Regions from separate parts of the Mus musculus genome. Here regions 1, 3 and 4 are each linked to region 2. The links are chromatin contacts, called in public promoter capture Hi-C maps. All regions are on one chromosome and are shown on one strand. The core of a region is the stretch at or near the end of the contact, and the rest is flanking DNA. Distances in the headings are between cores, read along the strand shown. Region 1 holds the start of Morn3 (MORN repeat containing 3). Region 2 holds the start of Brap (BRCA1 associated protein). Region 3 holds the start of Psmd9 (proteasome (prosome, macropain) 26S subunit, non-ATPase, 9). Region 4 holds the start of Orai1 (ORAI calcium release-activated calcium modulator 1).

Region 1 (4,454 bases), core at 635-3,134, 1.4 Mb before region 2:
TGTGGGCACTTGGGTGCAGTGAGAAACAAAAAAACACATGGCCCCAGTCATCTCTGCTGAGAATGGTGGCCAGAGCAGGGGTGCTTTCAGAGGGAAAAGGTACTATCAGGATTGTTCTCGAAGGATATATAAAGATACTGCAAATGCAGATTGGTAGCCTCAGGATTCTGACAGCAGCACAAACCTTCTATACCATGGCTCCCCTCTCAAGTCCTCCACTCTCCATCTGAGGCCCTGCCAAGAAGCCAGATCTCTACACAACAATTAAAGGGCACGTGGAGAACTGCCAGTATGGGGCTGGAGAGATGGCTCATCGGTTAAGACCACTGCCTGAGGACCAGTAGATAGAGTACTTGCTTGGCATGTGTGAAGCCCTGGGCTTGATTCTAAGCACTGCATAAACCAAGCAAGAAGGCTAATGCTTGCAATCCTAGCATTTAGGAGGTAGAGTTGGGAGGACCGCTAATTTAAAGTCATCCTGCATCGTGAGTCTGAGGCTAGCCTGGGTTACATGAGACCCTGGATTGAAAAAAAGTCATTCTCAGCTACATTGGGAGTTTGAGTCTAACCTGTACTACATGACACCCTATTAGAAACAGAAAGGGGCAGAGAGAATGAATGAATGAATGAACTTGAGTGTAGTGGTACATGTCTTTTATGCCAGCACTCAGGAGGCAAGAAGAATAATGCAAATTAGGGGCTAGCCTGGTCTACATCTGGTCTACATATGGAGTATGGAGTTCCATGTCAGCCAGGGCCACAGAGCCATAGCAAGACTCCATATTAAAAAAAAAAAAAAGCAAGCTTTGTTTTGTTTTGATTTTTTTGTTTGTTTGTTTTGTTTTTATTTTGGGTTTTTGGCTTTTCAAGACAGGGTTTCTCTGTGTAGCCCTGACTATCCTGGAACTCACTCTGTAGACCAGGCTGGCCTTGAACTCAGATATCTTCCTGCCTCTGCCTCCTGAGTGCTGGGATTAAAGTCATGTGCCAGTAGTCCCCTCTGTGGGAACAGAGGCTGTAAAACATGCACAGGTGGCAGGCACAGTGTCCAACCTGAAGCACACAGGTTGTGAGGCTGACCCTGTGGGTGGATGCTAAGATACCATGACCTCCTAGAACTGGCTTCAACCTGAGGATATTTTGATTGGCAGCACCTGTGTGTATGTGCTGCCGGTGCAAGATTTAATGGGAGTGGATTTGTACAGCCTCAGAACCTATGGAGTATGTGGTTGTATTAGTTGAGGGAGATTGCGGTCCCCAGGATGTAGATAGGAACGTTTTTATCACCCATGAGCCAGCTGGAGACAGATGGAAAGACATGAACAATCCCTTCTGGAGATTCTGGGGACCTGAGGAAAACAGGTCGGGGCTCCCAGACATGGGGAGGAGACCCTGGGCCACCCACTGTTTCCCTCTAGAGTCTATGGCTCTACCAGATAAGAGTCGTAGGGCTCAGATGTGGAAGGATGACCAGTGAGCCAAGGGCTGTCCAACTGTGTTTGTTTTGAGACAAGGTCTCACTGTATAGCTAGACTTGCAGTCTGGGACAGTTAGTCACCATGAAATCAGTCTCTGATTTGTGGGATCTCCCCTGCTGAAAGGCAACCCCTGAGCTTCATCTGTCCCATCTACCAGGTACGTAGGGCAAGGGCTAACAGGGCAGGCAGCTGTCTGCCTGATACCCTCTGATACACCTGGAGTGGTCCCAGTACTTGGTACCATCTGATCTTTCTTACTTCGAGTCTCTTCTACCAAAGTCGGTTCCTGATTGGTCTTTCAAGTCATTAAGTCACCTGTGAGCATCATTTTTCCCAGGGGCAGCTTCTCTCCAGTGTCATCACAATCCCTGGGTTCCAAAGGAATTATGCCATCACATCCCTGACAGATGGACCCTAGGAGAATGCAAGGGCAAGGACTGTTGTGGGTCAGTCCAGCACAGAGGGATCCCCACTGAGGGCTCTTCACCTGCCCTGGGGACTCAGAACACAAATGACCTGCCCTATTGGAACTCAGGCAGGCACCTCCCCAGGAAGTACCAGGATCCCCAGGATACACGGGAGTCACTGAGCCCCTGATGCCCCTACCTCCTGCTAGCACCCCCGCAACACCACAGAGGCAGCCAGCATGCCGGTCACTAAGTGTCCAAGGAAAGTAGAGCCGCCGTGGAAAGGGTGGGACCGGAAAGCCCAGAAGAACGGACTGAGACACCAAGTGTTTGCTGTGAACGGCGATCACTACGTGGGCGAATGGAAGGGCAACTTGAAACACGGTAAGCTAAGCGGGAGAGCCTCCGGGGATTAGTGGCCAGCGTGGGGTCAGAGTGGGTGGGCAATGCAAAACAAAACAAAAAGCACTGTTACAGAGTCCATTAAGAACATAAGCGATCTTGTTTTGTTCCCAACCCCACTTAGTGACCAGAACCGGGACCAGCAGGGGGCTGTGGCTCTGAAGTCCAAGTCAGCCCTGACTTCAGCTGAGCCAGAGTCTAGGGACAGAAAACAAAAATGGGATAGGGATCATCAGAAGCCAGCCCAAAGCTGGGTGGGGTTCTGGGGGTGCTGGATCGCTCTCTGTCTTCTGACAGGGTAGCAGAGCCTGGGGTTGGTTGAAAAGGTCAACACATTAAGAAAATGACTTGCAGTAGGCGTTGTGGGCTTCAGATGCTGCCCTGATGCTCTGCAGATGGTGGGGGCACAAGGTCTGGGCCTCAAGACACAGGTTGGACCTATCCAACCCCCCAGAAGTAACTGAGTGACCATGATTACTCCTGTATGCCTGGACTCAAGTCTTAACCAGCAGGGGGCGAATGGGTTCTGGCCGATACATTGCAAATCACGTTTGTCCGGGATGGATGGGGGTAGGACGGGGACTCTATTTAAAAGCTCTAGTCTTGCAATTCCAGACTTAACCACTTTCTTCTCCTGCCTTCCTGGGTTATCTACACTAGAATCCCTGAGCCTGCATTGTTAGAATACCTTATCTATAGGTTTTCTCATCTGTTAAGTGGCAACAATGTCTCTTTATAAAGTACACGCAGCAAGATTGCTCAGAGCAAGGGTGCTCGGGGAGACTCTGCAAAGTAGACTACCATCACATTTCCCAAATGAGGTGACCTGGGAAGAAGTGACTACTGAAGAGGTGGTATTAGGCTATAGAGGGCACCAGAGAGGGGAAGAGAGGGAGTAACAAAGAAGACAGGAGCAGGGTGATGTTTGAGCTAGGCAGAAAGGATAAAGATGTGTCCAGGTTGAGGGGCTTTTCGTCTAAAATTTAGACCTTAAACTGTAGAATTAGAATTAGGGAGGTCAGTGTAACTTGACTGAGGGACAGACTAGAAGTCAGTGTAGCTGAACAAAGAGTAATGGGAGAGAACGTGGGTCAGAATTGGATGTGGTTTTAGTATACATTACCTATAAGCCCAGTTACTGGCTCAGGAGTCTGAGGTAGGAAGATCAAGGCTGGGCTATGACCCTATCTCTAAGATCCCCCTCCCCCAAAGCAAGTTGGGGTTGGAGAAGCCAGGTATGATGGTGCATTCCTGCAGTGCCCAAGTGCTTGGAAGACAATATGTAGGGAGATCAGGGGTTCAAGGCCAGCTTCAGCTACATGAGACCTTATCTCAAAACAAAATAAAATTTAAAAAGAGAGAAAGGAAAGAAAGAAGGAAGGAAGGAAGCATCCAACTGCGGTGTCTCATACTTTTAGTTCCAGTACTCCAGAGGCAGAGGCAGGATGACCTCAGTGAATTCAAGGCCAGGCTGGTCTACCTGGCAAGTTCCAGTGCAGCTGGGGCTACATAATGACACCCTGTCTCAAAAACAAAGCAAAGGGCTGGTGAGATGGCTCAGCAGTTAAGAGCACTGACTGCTCTTCCGAAGGTCATGAGTTCAAATCCCAGCAACCACATGGTGGCTCACAACCATCCGTAATGAGATCTGTTGCTCTCTTCTGGAGTGTCTGAAGACAGCTACAGTGCACTTACATATAATAAATAAATAAGTCTTTAAAAAAACAGCAAAGCAAAACACAGAGAGGGAGAGAGAGAGAGAGAGAGAAAACTCATGTCTGTAGAGCTAAGTATCTAATAAATATATTGTGCCTCGTGGACCATGGTGAGTCTTGTCTTCTTTAAGATCTATTTTATTTCATGTACATGAGTGTTTTTGCCTTGATGTGTATGTATGTATGTATGTATGTATGTATGTATGTATGTATATGCAGCATGTGAGAGCCTGGTGCCTATGGCGTTCAGAAGAGGGTGTCAGATCCCTCTGGAACTGGGGTTACAGGTGGTTGTGAGCTGCTGGGGACAGAACCCAGGTCCTCTGCAAAGGCAGCAAGTGCTCTTAACCACTGAGCCACCTCTCCCCAAGCCCTGTCTCTCTTTGTTGCAGGACAAACATTGTTGAAAAGAAGGGGACAGGCTAGCAGCCCTGTTCTGGATGCAGGGTGAG
Region 2 (4,678 bases), core at 572-3,071:
GATGCAAACTGGACATACGGATGCATACACATGATCCCACCACTCAGGAGGTGAACGTAGCAAGATTACTTCAAGGCCATACTCATTAACAAATGTACCCAGCCTCAGCTGCTCATCAACCGCAAAAAACACCAAACCAAACCAAACAAACAAAAACCAAAAAACAAAAACCAGCCAGGGGCTCAGAGTACTTGAGCGCGGCCAGGCTTCCTGTGGGCATACCTGCTCTGGCCTTCATGGTCTCAATAATCACATCCGTCATTTCCCGACGGCCAAGGTGCTGGTGGATGATGGCTGCTTTCTCCCCGGCTGACTTCCCTTCTAGACAGGCGACAGCGGAAGCCAATGTCTTCTTTTTGATCTCCTCATCAGACATCTCTCCAGCTGGAGAACACATGAAAGATTAATACCTAATGACAGAACAAATTCCTCTCACTTCTTGGCACATCAATCAATAGCTTTCCTGCTCCTCTATGGCGTGTCCCCCTGGATGAGGCTCTTTTCCAGTGTCTGCCTCTGTCCCTCTACTTATTAATGAATAAGCAGCATTTCAGAAACCCGGAGATGTGACCGAAATTCCTTAACATCAGTTCTGAGGCAGGCACCAGGCCTGTCCAGTACGGCACTCAACCCACACAACCAAGCACACAGTAGGAGTTCTCAGCACCCGATCCACACATCTAAGCACACAGTAGGTACTCTCCCCCTAGGCTTTACTGCATAAATGTCTCCAGGACTGGGCCAGGATGAAGTTACCTGTTTGTGCCTAGTGCCAACTTAACTGACTTTCAGATCTAGGGGTCACTTTGAGCTCTGGAATTTCGCTTGTAACCTTGAAATAAATCAAGTCACTGGAGTCTCAAAGACCAAGAAAGACCACAACACACTCTTCTACTGCAGCTCCAAAGAATGGACCCACAGAGTGTCCAGGATGCCATCCTTCCGAGAACGAGCGCCAGCCCAGCTCTCCAAACTAAGTGTCCGTTTCTCTTTTCCATCAACTTGGGACATTTAGTCCGTATGGCACATATCAGACCAAGTCTGATTCAGGGCATGACAAAACTCTTGACAGATACCAAGCAATCGCCCTCCCACACACACCTTTTTCTCGTCGGTCTTTTGAGACAGGTTTCCGCCCCCCCCCCCCAACCCTGCCTGGCTTCTGGTTGCCTGTCCTCCTGCCTTCACTTCAGGATCCTCAATGCTATCAGGTAAGGTTGTGACGATCACGGGAAGAGCCGAAGCTGCATGACCCACTAAGGAAGTCTGTGGCCGGTGGTGAAGACGTCAGCCTCTCGGTCCCCGGCTGGGCTAAAACTCGCGTTTCCAGCCACTCACACCTAACTTTGGGCAAATCCTTTCCCCACCGGTCTGTCTGACTGCCAGCTTGGGAAAGGCGCACAGCATCGCCCCCGCGCCCTGGGCCGCGCTTTCTCGCAGCGAGGGCGACGTCGAGCAGAGGCGCCCGGCAAGTCCGGGGGCCGGTGGAGCGAGGGCTGCCGACCCTCCGGCCCGGCGCGAGGCCGCCGACTCACCGGCGGCGCTGAAGCCGAAGTCGGTGGGGACCGGCGAGTGACCCGCGAGCTCCAGTCGGATGACCACCAGTGACACACTCATAGGACAGGCGCTGCTCGGCGTGGGCCCCGGTGGGCTGACGGAAGGCTGCGGCCCGAGCCCAGAGGCCGAGCGGCCCGCGGTCGGCAGCGCCGCCACCGCCTCAGAAGCCGCGGCCGCCGCCTCAGCAGCGGCAGCCCCCGTCGCGCGCAGCCTGCCGAGCCACAACAACCTCCGCTTCCGCCTGTCGGCCGCCGTCTCTGACCCGCCGGGTCGCGCACGCGCACGCGGAAAGGGGCGAGGCCCCGGGCGCGCATGCGCTTTCGACAGCTGCTTCTGCCCCCTTGGCTGACCGTCTGGACAGGGTCCGAGGAGCGTGCGCAGAGCACGCAAAGACGCCTGGCTCCTATTTTGCGTTTGACCCCTCTCTACGTTTGTCCTCCTTAGTTTTCCCGCAGGGCTCACCGAGAGTCTATGGGTCCGCAGAGACTCTGAGGCTTCCTGGGTCTTCGACCTCAGGGTTGTAACTTTCTGCAGGTATGGCGAGGGGCTGGCTAGGAGCGCAATGACTTCACAGATAATCCACTGAGAGCCGGGCACTGCGGGGCTGCGTGGGATGATTATTTTTGCGGACACAGAAAACAGCCCCAGACAGGACAAGCTTCAGCACTCGTGCGATCCTGAGCTAGTTATTGCATAACCACTCGGTTGTGTGATACAAAACGCTGTGTAAGAGACAGGGATACGCTGGGAAGCCTATAGGTCATGGTTAAATTTGGTTTTGTGGTTTGGATGTGTTTGGTTTTGTTTTATTTTTTGTTTGTTTTTGTTGTTTTCTTCTCCAAGTCAGAGTTGCTCCAAGTACGCCTAGCTGTCCTAGAACTCACTCTGTAGACCAGGCTGTCCTCGAACTCAGAGATCTGCCTGCCTAAGCCTCTGGAGTTGTGGGATACAGCCCTGCCCTACCACCGTCTGGCCATTGTTTAGTTGTTTTGAGGTTTTGAGTTGTTCTGAGACAAGGTCTTGAGTAGCCCAAGATACTGAGAACCCTATATATTGGAGAAAAGATAATCTATGTTCTCTACGTATTGGAATCAGATGTCCTTGAACTTCTGACCCTCCTGCCTTTTCCACCTCATCAGTGCCAGGGTTACTTCCAGGCTTCTGCTGAAGGCTTTGTGCTTCACAAGATGGCAGGATAGAACTAACTCAAGATTGTCCTCTGTGCAGGTGCTATAGTGAGCACACACACTGAGGAATGCACTTAAGGGTTAGAATGCTTTAGGTATAGGCTCTGGGTTCAGTGTCTAAAATACACACACACATACACACGATATAATCGAAACAATGTTCAGGACACACACACACATAAGAGAAAGAAAGAAGGAAAGAAAGAAAGGAAGGAGAAAAGAAAGAAAGAAAGGGAGAAAGAAAGGAAGAAAGGCCAGGTAAGATTAGTGCATATATGGAGAAAAAATATGACATGTCAGGAAGGACAATATTGTGTACATGCTATAGTGTAAGAGGTCTGGGAGAGGCCATGGATACAAATGGTACCTGTAACAGGAACATACAATATATAGAGGTGTTTATACTATTTTCTATGTAATATGTCTTAAAGCCTTTTAATGCCAAGATTTCCCAACTTCTGCTCAACTTTCACTTTCTATAACCCTTTTGGGGTGCGTGTATGTGTGTCTGTGAACCATAGACCTCAGTGGTACTGTCACCTGGTGGTGACCACCAAAAAAAGCATAGATATCACCAAATCATACCCCTCATGGGGAAAAATGGGCATATATGAAAGTGGACAAGCCATCCACAGAGTGTAGATCATCTGACTGTGTCAGACACTAGTTTATGGTGCTGAGATTGACCTAGAGTCTTCATCGTGCTAAGAACAAGCCATTCTGCTGAGGCACACCCCCAAGTCACGTGTTAGGTAACCCTAAATAGTGTGACACACACTAACTTGATAGCTCTACATTCTTTACCTTAGGCAATGGTTACCCCCCCCCCCCACCTTTGCAATAGGTACTGAAATTATCCCCATTTTACAGAGGAGGAAGCTGTGGCTCAGAGAGGGTAACATACATAGGACCTCACTGTCAATGGATAGCAGAGTCACGCTTGGAAACCAGTCAAACACAAGATCTGTTATGTCTTTACTACACCATGTCTGTAATATAAAACTATACACCATGTAGATGTTTATGAAATATGATCGAGGCAGGAAGCCTACATTAGTCTAACCTCATTCTGATTGACAAGGAGAAAACAAAGATGCTCTGTGGTATAGAAGATGCCAGTCCCAGGAAACTAGCATTGCTAACCAGGAGGGGACAAGGAGTCACAGCTCTTCCTGGATGTCAGCCACTCAAACATGGCTCTTCCCTCCCTGCACCCTCTCTCCCTTTTCTTGCTGGCTAGCCTGGGCTAGCTTGGACATTCAAGGCTGCCCTGCCTCTGCCTCTCATGTGCTAGGGATACAGCCATGCATCCTCAGGACTCCATGCTATTTTCTGATCTATCCAGTTTCTCATCCTTCAGGTCATCTAGCCTGAGGTGCTGTTCTGATTCTAGCACCGAGCCCCAAGAGATGGCTGTCTAAAAGACAACACAATCCTTGTCTTGTGGGGCTTACCATAGAAGCAGTTAGGAGAACAGTTAGTGTTTGTAGAGGTTAAATACTCCACTACAGTTATGAAAAAGGGCCATTGGGGGTGGGAGCCCACCACAAAACTGCCACAGTCAGCAATGGGGAAAAGAAATAAAATCTACAGAGAAGAGGGCAAGGCTGATGTGTAACAGCGAGTAGAAATTCACCAGCCAGGTGAAGCAGGGGAACAGCTCTGGTCTGGTGGCACAGCAGGTGCCAAGGCCTGGAGAGAAGGGGGACAGACAGAGAGTGCTTACCTAGTGTGCACAAAGGCCAGATTCCCCAGGGATACACAACACAGAAGTGGCAGCATAAGCCTGTAACCTCTGCCTCCGCATCAGGGTGTTGTCCTTCATAGACTTTGGCCTCGGCATGGAAAGACGAAAATTGAGAGAGGCTCATGAGTCTGGAGTTTGGGGTTTGTTTTGTTTTGTTTTAAGTACAAAACGCAGCCAAATTTTGATG
Region 3 (5,153 bases), core at 635-3,134, 1.6 Mb before region 2:
TGAGATGTCTGATTCTACTGGAGTTAGGCAAGTTACTGCAGTTTAAGAAATTGCTTTTTGCCAGCCGATGGTAGTGCACGCCTTAAATCCTAGCACTTGAGAGGCAGAGGCTGGTGGATCTCTGAGTTCAGGACAGCCAGAGCTACAAAAAGAAACTCTCATTCGAAAAACAAGACAAAACAAAACAAAAAATTGCTTTTTATCTGTTTTAAGCTTTACCAAGCCGGAGGCCTGTGACTTTAAACAAGTGACTTCTCCTTTCATACACACACACAGATATATGTGTATACACACACACATATACATACATACATATACACATACATATATACACATATATGTGTATCCATACATACACAGATATATGTGTACACACACACACACACACACACACACACACGGGTTTTTGTGTTTTTTTTTCTTTAAAGAGATTTGTGTCTGTTTAAACGTCTCCACGGGCGTGTGAACTTACACAGTAGTAAATTCTGGATCTCAACTCCAGTCCTTATGATGGCCAGTGCCTTTAAACCACTGAGCCATCTCTCCAGCCCCTGACTCCGCCCCTTTGAGCTTCAGGGACACAAGTTAACAATACTGCTGTGACAGTTTCCTGGCACAGCACACATACAAGATAGTACCTTTCAGGCACATGGTCAGCACCTACCTGGCCTGTAGAACCTCTATATGACACCGTCATCTGGCACCCATCACCCAGATGTCATTGTGCCCAGCAATGAGTGTGATTTAGCCTCCCCTTCCTCTATACACTGACTTGGGGTTTTATGAAAAATATATCTGCTTAGGAGGTAAACAGATCACAGAGCCAACCATTCCCCCTTCCTAACTGGGCAAGCATTGGCTCCACTCTGGCCCTGTTTCCCCTTTTACAGTAAAGACAATGTGCTTAATCTGGCTCCACTTAAAAGAGCAATTAGCAGAGGTGAGGGTTTTCTTAAAATCCAGAGTCTTTTCCCTATCCCAATTAGAGTCTGCATTTCATTTTTACTTTTCTTTTTTGTTTTTTTTTTTTTTTTTTTTTTTTGGTTTTTTTTTGAGACAAGGTCTAATATAACCCAGGACAGCCTCGAGCTTACTATGTAGGCAAGAATAACCCTCAAGTCCTGATCCCCCTGCCTCCACTCTCTAAACGCTGGGCTTAAATAGGGATGCCTCCCCTGGCTACAACGTGCATTTTAACAAGATGCCCAATTAATTCTCCCAGTTGACATTTATAAAGTCCTAAAGAAAAGCGGGTGGCGAGGCCAAACCTGGTAATGTCACCTACAGAAAGTGACAGTAGCGATTATCACTATGCCTCAGCAAATAGTCTATCCTTGCGACCGAGGCAGTTTCACTAAGGCCTATATCATGGTTGCACAGGCCCGCGATTCCCGCACTCAGAAAGATGAAGCAGGAGGATCACGAGTTCGAAGCCAGCTTAGGGGCTGCGTTAAAAACAAACAAACAAAAAACTTTAAAATGCAAAGTTAATGCTTCCGAAAATGAAAATTAATCCCACGTAAAGAAAAAATGCTTAAAGGGGCGTGTGGCACGCAGCAAAGACCCCCTCTAGGACACTGCTTGGCAGCGACCCCGAGCCTCGTCCGCAGGCCTCCCCGCCACACTCACGCTCTCCAGGACGTCGTAATTAGCCTTGATCTCCGCCTCGATCTCCTCCTTGCGTCGCATCAGATCCTGGATGTCGCTGACCGCGGCCGCACGGGCCTCGGAGGACTCTGCCCGGTGCGGAACGTCTTCACCCGACATCGCGGACCTCAAGCTAGAGTTCTGGGTTTCCCGGCTACGGACGCCAGCCGAGGCTGAGGCTACGGGTCCTCCCCGGGGCCAAAACAGCTCAGCCAACGCGCAAGTACGGAAACAGATGAAGGGTGGAGCTTGGAAGTGGGCGGGGTCACCGGCTAGATAGACCACGTGGTTTTCAGATGACCCGGTAGAGATAAATAGGCCCATAGAGGACATAGGTATTTACTCCCACTTTATCCTGACTCATTTCCACTTTTCTTGTTCATTCCTTTCTTTTTCATTCTGTCCCCGTCCCTCCATCCGTCCGTTTCCCCACCCCCCCACCCCACCCCGTTTTTCAAGACAGGGTTTCTCTGTGTATCCCTGGCTGTCCTGGAACTCACTCTGTAGACCAGGCTGGCCTCAAACTCAGAAATCCTCCTGCCTCTGCTCCCAAGTGCTGGGATTAAAGCCACCACATCTGGCTTACACTTTTTTTCATTCACTCATCTGAAGGCTGAGTAAACTGGATACCAGCTGTATAAATGTAAGAGGATCCAGTCTTGCCAACCTTGACACTTCAGTTCTTAACATCTACGAAGCCCCTGAGTGTTTGAAAGAGGCTTTCAAGCGATTTGTTTTTTGTTTTCTGTTTCTTTTCTTTTTCTTTTTCCAGACAAGATTTACTGCATCTCAGGCAGGCCTCTAACTCATTGTGTAGATGAAGGCGACCTTGAAGCTCTCCCCAAGTTTTTAGAATATTCTATTTCTTATTGTCATGATCACAGACACCCTCTAACCCCCCACTCCCATTCTATCCATTTCGCACCTCCCTCAACCTATCCTCATCAAAACTTCAAGACCTTTTTTTTTTTCCTTCTTTATAACCTAGTGTGCCCAGTGCCTTTGAGCATCTGATACTCCATCTGCTCCCTCCACAGGCAGGGATTACAGGCATGTACCACCAGGTATGGTTTATGAAATATTGGGGATCAGGAACACTCTACCAACTCAGCTATATCCCCAGCCACTTTCGGGCTGGGGATCCTCATGGTACAACCTATGTTCAAAGTTGGACCATTAACACCGACTATATATATTCCATGTGACCTTAAATAATTTCACCTTCTGCTCTCTGACCTTATTGTGTGACACTAACAGTAATATCTCTCGCTCTTTTTTTTCATTTTTATTTACTAATTTATTCCCTTTGGATCCTGATCAGAGTACACACACCCTAGCAACGTGTCTCTTAAGGGTGTCCAAGTATTTATTGACTTTCACCTCTGTCACGAGGTGCTGGTGTAACAGGCCCCCAGACCTTAGTACAACCGACTCCATAAAGAAAGTACCACTCAGGCTGGAAAACACAGCACACAGACAGCACCACCTGCCAAAACTAAAACAAAGCCGGAAGCCATCCAAGTCCACAGCTGTGGGAAAGTCTCTCCATGCACGAACCTTGCTTTTTGGCTTCAGTGGTTGTGCTCCTGGCTAATTGCTCTTGTGAACTAAGGTATATCACCCCAGGACCCGGTTTTTGTGCTCAAAAAGCTTACCCTGAAAAAGGCTCAGTGCTCCACTGGGGTCCCAAACACTTAGTGTTGTACTGGCTCACTAATAAAGACTATCAGATTAAAACTCTATCTGAGCAGTCTCCTCTCATGAATTCCCCACAAGACTGAAGTGGTAAAGAATATGAAACTGTGTCAGGCCTCTATAAATGTAGGTAAACATAGAAACTGGGGTGTGGGGTAGAGAGATGGTTCAGAGGTTAAGAACATACTTAAAGCTCTTGCAGAGGGCCTGGGTTCCCAGTACTTACATGGAAGCTTACAACTGTCTGTTACTCTAGCTCCAGGGTCTCCAATGCCCTCACCTGACCTCCACAACCATCCAGCACGCACTTAGGACACATACGTATATGCAGGCAAAACACTTGCACACTGTCTTAGTTAAGGTTCTATTGCTGTGATAAAATAGCATGGCTGTGTTAGTCAAGGTTTCTATTCCTGCGCAAACATCATGACCAACAAGCAAAGTGGGGAGGAAAGGGTTTATTTAGCTTACACTTCCACAACAATGTTCATCACCAAAGTCAGGACTGGACCTCAAGCAGGTCAGGAAGCAGGAGCTGATGCAGAGGCCATGCAGGGATGTTCTTTACTGGCTTGCTTCCCCTGGCTTGCTCAGCTTGCTTTCTTATAGAACTAAGACTACCAGCCCAGAGCTGGCACCACCCACAAGGGGCCTTTCCCCTTGATCACTAATTGAGAAAATGCCTTACAGCTGGATCTCATGGCGGCACTTCTCCAGCTGAAGCTCCTTTCTCGGTGATAAATCCAGCCCGGGTCAAGGTGACACAAAACCAGCCAGTACAAAGGCCAAAGCAATGTAGGAAGGAAAAGCTTCATCTGGCTTACGTTTCCTTATATAACTGTTCATCATTTAAGGAAATCAGGACAAGAATTCAAACAGTGCAGGAGCCTGGAGGCAGGAGCCAATGGAGGTGTGCTGCTTACTGACTTGCTCCTTGTGTCTTACTCAGCCTATTTTCTTATAGAACTCAGGACCACCAGCCCAAAATGGGTAGAACACACTCCCATCAATAACTAATTAAGGCAATGCCCTACAGGTGGAACTTAAGGAGGCATTTTTTCAATTGAGTTTCCATCTTCCTTTAGACAACTCTAGGTTGCATCAAGTTGACATAAAACTAGCCAACTCACATACATATGATAAAAATAAAAATTTTTAAATAGTAATAAGGAGGCTGGAGAGATGGCTCAGCAGTTAAGGGCACTGACTGCTCTTCCCAGGTTCAACTCTCAACATCTGCATGGCGGCTCACAACTGTCTGCAACTCCACCCTCTGACACCGTCACACAGACACACACTCAGGCAAAACACTGATGCACAGGAAGTATAAAGTAAGTTCTTTGGGTTTTTCTGGTTGGTTGGTTGGTTGGTTTTGATTTTTCAAGACAGGGTTTCTCTTTATTTTGTTTTTTAAAAAAGCATGTTTTTAAAAAAAATAGTAATAAGGAATGAGAGTTTTACTCAGCGGTGAGGCACATGAAGATATAATGTAAAACCTGAATGAGACAGAGAATCTCAAATACAGTTCTACATGCCTATATGTGATAGTTCAACAACCCAAAGAAACCATATGTATTGGTGCCCATATTTGACAGCTAAGAAAACCATTTAAGAGGACCATGGTGGCACATGCCTTTACTCCCAGCACTAGGGACACAGAGGCAGGCTGATCCCTGAGTTCAAGGCCAGCCTGGTCTACAGAGTGAGTTCCAGGACAGCCAGGGGCTACACAGAGAAACCAGTCTTGAAAAAAAAACTAAAACAGAAAGAAAGGAAGGAAGAGAAAGAGATGAAGAAAGAAAACCTTTTCA
Region 4 (5,051 bases), core at 2,314-4,813, 1.4 Mb before region 2:
TGTCAAAAACACCCAATCATGTCTCATGACTGGAGCGCTTCCTTCCAATTCATTTTCCCAGAAAGCTTAGCCAACTTCTGAACCTGCTCTGGAACCTGGAACAAAAAAGGGGCTGGCGGGCAGAACTTGAGGAGGAAGATAATCCAAAACTAATTGATCCCAGGTCGTGGAAGGCATTTTGTTTACCGCACCAGACTGACCTTCCCAATTATCGTCTGCTTAGGCTAATGTTACAGCCTGCCTCCCATGCATGACCACCTTTGTCCTGTACAGGGACAGGGTCAGGCCCAGGCTGTGGTAACCTTAGGGACAGACAGCCTAAAGGTAGGCTCTGAAGGAAACTTTTGTTTTTTAAGATAGTGTTTCTCTGTGTAGCTCTGGCTGTCTTAGAACTTGCTCTGGAGACCAGGCTGGCCTGGAACTCAGAGATCTGCCTGCCTCTGCCTCCTGAATTGCTGGGTTTAAAGATGTATACTACCACCTGCCCAAGGGATACTCTTGGCTCCAGGGACACTGTAAAATGCACATCTAACCTAGATTCGGGTTCCCTTCGTTTTCTATCTGTAGAGTCCCACCAGCAGACCAGATACAGCATCAGGTCCTGAAATCCCTCAGCTCCCCATGGGCCCTCGTAAGGAACCCTCATACAAGTCAAGGAGAGAACAAGATCTGCCCATCTCTACACAGGAGAAAACTAACCTCAAAGACGCTTATCCTCAATGTGTTACAGGCACCTGGCCTACACCCTTTCATCATGAAGTTAGGATTGGCTTGATCTCCACCAGGCCTTTTGAGAGACTCTCCCTCACGCTCACTTTAGGGATAAGCAGGTGAATTTGGCATTCCAGGCAACCTGGCTAACACTGGAGGGGCAAAGGTCGGGTCAGCTCCTCTACTTTTCCAGGTTTGTAGGAAGGAAGCCCTCTGGGGGCAGGAAGTTGGCTGTGCTGACTCACAAGCCAAGAGAAGAGTAATCCAGGAAACTTGTCACTCCGTTACCATGGCATGAGGGTGGCCAGGCACCCCCTTCCTCTCTTGAGGCTCACTCAAGGGGCTGGGTGTCGGCAGTGGGGGCAGAGCATCAGGAGACCTCAGACAATGAATCCAGAGTTCTTAGAAGTCCAGCTTCATAGCAGAGTGCTTAGTTGAAACTGTGGCTCAGAAGGGAGGCAGTCCTGGACCTCAACCCTTCGTAAGTCTGCACAATTTAAAGGATGGCATCCTGGAGTTGAGGAGCCTACTCTACCCAGGCTGTGCAAACAAGATTCCCAGGACAGACAGTGTGGATGCACCCATGCCCATCCACCGGTTTTAGCTACCCCAGCCTTCTAACCTCCTCCATGTTTTTAGTGGAGGCTTGACCTTCTGCAGAGGAGAACGAGAAAAGGAGAGGGTAGGAAAGGACCCCCTATCTGACCCTCACCTCTCCTGGGGTCTAAGAAGTTACAATTTACAAGCCATAAACACGTGATACCCCCTCCCCTAAAGTGTAAAACTTTCTCTTTAACTTCCAAAGAAACATTGTGTGGCTTTGTTTCTCATTCCCTTTGGCTTGGAGCTACCTGGCCCTGGCTGGAAACTGCCCATAGCACTGTGGTATGTCTTAAGTAAGACCTAGACACTGGCTGACCCAGGTTCAAGTCCTGTTTACCAGACTAGCTGTGTAGAACAGACAGGTCTTGAAGTCATGGGCAATCCTCCTGCCTCTGCCTCCTGAGTACTATAATTATAAGCCAACTCACTTTCACCTCTTTAAAGGGCTCCTCCTCCAACATCATTTTTTAAAGTCGGTTTTAAGGTTTTTTTTTTTAATCTGCCATTTAAGAAATCAAGATCTGGGGAGAGGGAGAGAGGTAGAGAGGGAGAGAGAGAGAGAGAGAGAGAGAGAGGGAGAGAGAGAGAGAGAGAGAGAGAGATTGATTTGCCTGAGGTCATACAGGCAAGCAGCAAGTGGCAGAGCTGGGAAGGGTAATTTATATCACACCTCCTGGCCTTTCCTCTCTGGCCTAGTGCACTGTGGGCTTCTAAAGCATCCGGGCTCACAACTGTGTTGATCCACTTGTTTGCAGGCGACAGGGAGAGACCCAGACAACACTCCCTTCCCAAGAAAACCAAGGGTGCCAACCACTCCCTTCCTCAAGGCCAAAGGCTTAGCTAATTCACGGGGGGGGGGGGGGGGGGGGGGGAGGCGGCCGTGATGGTGAAGGGGGGGGGCGGCAGACCCCACTGATGTAGGTTGATGTCATCGAAAGATAATAACAGCTCCAGGCAAACTCCAAGACAGGCAAGCCTGAAGGTATTCCTAGAGTTAAGGTCTGGTGCCTAACCTGCAGCCTCCAGGGGCGCCTCCTGCAGAGGCTTCGTACCACCTTCTTGGGACTTGAGGGGAGGAAAATATGCCTACCTCTTCATCAAGCAAGAGCCCTTTCAAGGGGAACATGTCCCACCCTCCTCCCCCACACCCAGTGACTCAGAGGCAAGTTTCTAGAGAAGAAAATGAGGGTGGGGAGTGGCACTCAACCCCTAGGCTGAGGCTCTTGGAAAATGCGGTGGGGTGGGGAGTGTAAAAGGGAGTAAGAGTTAGTGGAGTATGGGGAGGTGGAACGTATTGGGAAATCCCCTCCAATATTTGATAAAGTCTTGTTAATACCTTCCGGCCTTAGGTGTGCGAGAAGGCGCGGCCACAATGTAGCTCATCTTCATCTCCTGACACCTGTCCTCAGTGGGCTGGACCTTTTGCATCCTTCTTGTCCCCCTGATTACATGCAGGGCAGACTTCTTACATAGCAACTTCATGAAAGCAACATTCTTTGTAACCCTAACCTCTTTGCCGCGACAAGGTGCCCGTCTAAAAACACCTGCGCGTGGGTATCTCTATCTCTGGTCGTCCACCTCGCCCTCACAGCTCAGCAGCCTCTGGCTCCCCTCCGGCGCCTAGGACAGCTTTCCCCAGCTCTTCCCCTCACCCCAGGCACGCCCAGCCCGCTCCCAACTGTGGGCCCCGTCGGGGCTGCGGGCGGGAGCGGCCGAAGCAGGAAGAGGGGAGGAGGGCAGGGAGGCCCGAGCTCACCATGGCGAAGCCGGAGAGCAGAGCCGAGGTCCGGCTGGAAGCTTTGAGCTTGGCGCGGCTTAAGTAGAGCTTGCGCCAGGACAGCGCCTGCATCGAGTGCTCGTTGAGGCTCATCACCTCGGAGTAACTCTGGCCGATCCAGTCCGGGTAGCTGACGGCGGGTGGCGGCGGCGGCAGCGGTGGGGCCCCCGAGGGCTCCCCGTCCCCGCTGCGGCGGCGGCTCCGGCGGCTGCCGCTAGTGCTGCTGCCGCCGCTCACGGGAAGCTCCGGATTGCTGTGACTCGGGGGCGGGGCAGGCTCCGGATGCATGGAGTACGCTGCGAAGGCGCGGCTGGCGGCGAGCGCCTGAGAAGGCTGCGGCCCCGGGGCCGGGCCGGGCCGCGCCGCACCTCCGCCGGCCTCCCACTCGAGCCGGTCTCCCGCAGCCGGACGCACCGGATCCGAAGGCCGAGGCACTGGCTGCAGAACCGCTCCGCAAGTTCCAAGCGGCCGCGACCGGAGCCTGCGTGCCGACCGGCGTCCGGTCCCAAGCCGGCACCTCCGCGAGCTCCACGATTGGCCGGCGACCCGAGGTTATTTGCATACGCCACACCCACGAACACACCCCGCCCACAAGGCGGTGGGCGGTGTCCGTGCGAGTGACGTACCCCGCACCGCCTCCGACGGCTCCGCCCCCAGCCCCTGGCTCGCCTTCCTGGAAGCGCCCCACGCTGTCAGGCCTCGCTTCTCTTTGCAGCTGCTCCTGTGGCTTTGCTCCCGGAGCTCTTGACTTAGGCCATCCGAGGTCACCTCTGGGCGCCTCCTGAGGCCTATTTCCTCCTTGGAACAAGGTGGCAAAAGGTCTGTTGGAAAAAAGAGCAAGCGGAGGGCTACTAGAGTTCAGTGAGCGGTTATTGAGCGTCTATTGGGTGCCAACACGGTCCCAGGCACCGAGGGCAGGGTGTAGGCTTGTGATTGAGACGGACAAAGTCGATCCCGAAGATGTTATGCGTGCCTGGAGTCCCAGCATAGAGGAGACTGGAAAACAATGAGTTTGAAGGAGGAGTGAGCCCTTGCCTCGAAACACAAGAGGGACAAAATTCCCTGCACCCTTGCAGCCAACACTCTTGTAGAAAAGACACACAAACATCGAGTCAATTATAGTTCAGGAGACTGTAAATGTGTACAGAAAAAAAAAAGATAAAAAAAGGTGGATAGTAACAGGGTTTTTATTTTAATTTTAGAATGCTAGCCCCCGTTTGTATTTATTTATTTTTGAGACTACATAGCTCTGCCTGGTTTGAAACTTGTTATATAGACCAGGCTGGCTTCGAACTCACAAAGAGCCATCTGCCCAAGCCTCTGGACTACTGCCATTAGCATGTGCCTGCCATTAGCCTGTGCCTGCCATTCCCAGACCCCTCCGTAGCGTTTTCTATTCTGCAGGAGGCAGACTAAAAAGGTTCACACCTTGGGAGTCTCATCTGAGCTGAGACCTGGGCCAGCAAGATAGGCGCCAGGACCTAAGGGAAGAGGAAAATAGGGAGGTTCAGGGTGGGGCTCAGGAGATACCGGTAAGGTAGGGAGGGCACTGGGCTAAGGAACTTTAGGACACGTTAAGAGCAGTCTCACCGCTTTAACCCCCAGCCTTCAGAATGTTTCTTGGCACATACTCCACATTGAAGAAATGCTTGTTGACTGAATACATGTGGGAAAAACAAGAACAAATGATAAATTTAGATCCCAGTCAAATAAATCCTAAGCATGTGGTGTGGCACTCCAGGTCTAACAGTGTGAGAGTTAAACTCTTGTACAACCGCTAGAGGGCAGCCCTTCACTCAACCACATGGCACAAAAGAGAGGCCTCCTGTGGAGTTTCTGAGATTCCCCTAGCTGCTGCCTTCCCAGGTTTACAAAGATTGAGAACTTGGGGCTGGCATGGTGGCACAAGCCTTTAATCCCAGCGCTTGGGAGACAGAGGCAGGGCAAGAGGATCTCTGAG

What was found. Promoter capture Hi-C pulls out the DNA fragments that hold promoters and counts their contacts.
Region 1: a contact with region 2 is called in a promoter capture Hi-C map of frontonasal cranial neural crest. The contact joins the promoter of Morn3 here to the promoter of Brap in region 2. A contact is called at or near these places in 1 of 39 promoter capture datasets (frontonasal cranial neural crest) and 1 of 9 other capture datasets (liver).
Region 3: a contact with region 2 is called in a promoter capture Hi-C map of pre-B cells, with 4 times the contacts expected there. The contact joins the promoter of Psmd9 here to the promoter of Brap in region 2. A contact is called at or near these places in 2 of 39 promoter capture datasets (liver and pre-B cells) and 1 of 9 other capture datasets (adipose tissue).
Region 4: a contact with region 2 is called in a promoter capture Hi-C map of liver, with 4 times the contacts expected there. The contact joins the promoter of Orai1 here to the promoter of Brap in region 2. A contact is called at or near these places in 2 of 39 promoter capture datasets (liver and pre-B cells).

Annotation. Positions count from the first base shown.
Region 1 is chr5:123,044,446-123,048,899 of GRCm38.p6, reverse strand. It overlaps Morn3 (MORN repeat containing 3), which reads left to right and starts at 1,884. Exons shown (of 5, transcript NM_029112.2): 1 at 1,884-2,269. The coding sequence starts at 2,125.
Region 2 is chr5:121,657,706-121,662,383 of GRCm38.p6, reverse strand. It overlaps Brap (BRCA1 associated protein), which reads right to left and starts at 1,821. Exons shown (of 12, transcript NM_028227.3): 1 at 1,536-1,821; 2 at 223-384. The coding sequence starts at 1,617. Acad10 (acyl-Coenzyme A dehydrogenase family, member 10) reads left to right here and starts at 1,874. Exons shown (of 21, transcript NM_028037.4): 1 at 1,874-2,091.
Region 3 is chr5:123,224,921-123,230,073 of GRCm38.p6, reverse strand. Psmd9 (proteasome (prosome, macropain) 26S subunit, non-ATPase, 9) reads right to left here and starts at 1,884. Exons shown (of 6, transcript NM_026000.2): 1 at 1,630-1,884. The coding sequence starts at 1,767.
Region 4 is chr5:123,013,586-123,018,636 of GRCm38.p6, reverse strand. It overlaps Orai1 (ORAI calcium release-activated calcium modulator 1), which reads right to left and starts at 3,563. Exons shown (of 2, transcript NM_175423.3): 1 at 3,071-3,563. The coding sequence starts at 3,379. Gm2479 (a long non-coding RNA gene) reads left to right here and starts at 3,610. Exons shown (of 3, transcript XR_387710.4): 1 at 3,610-3,910.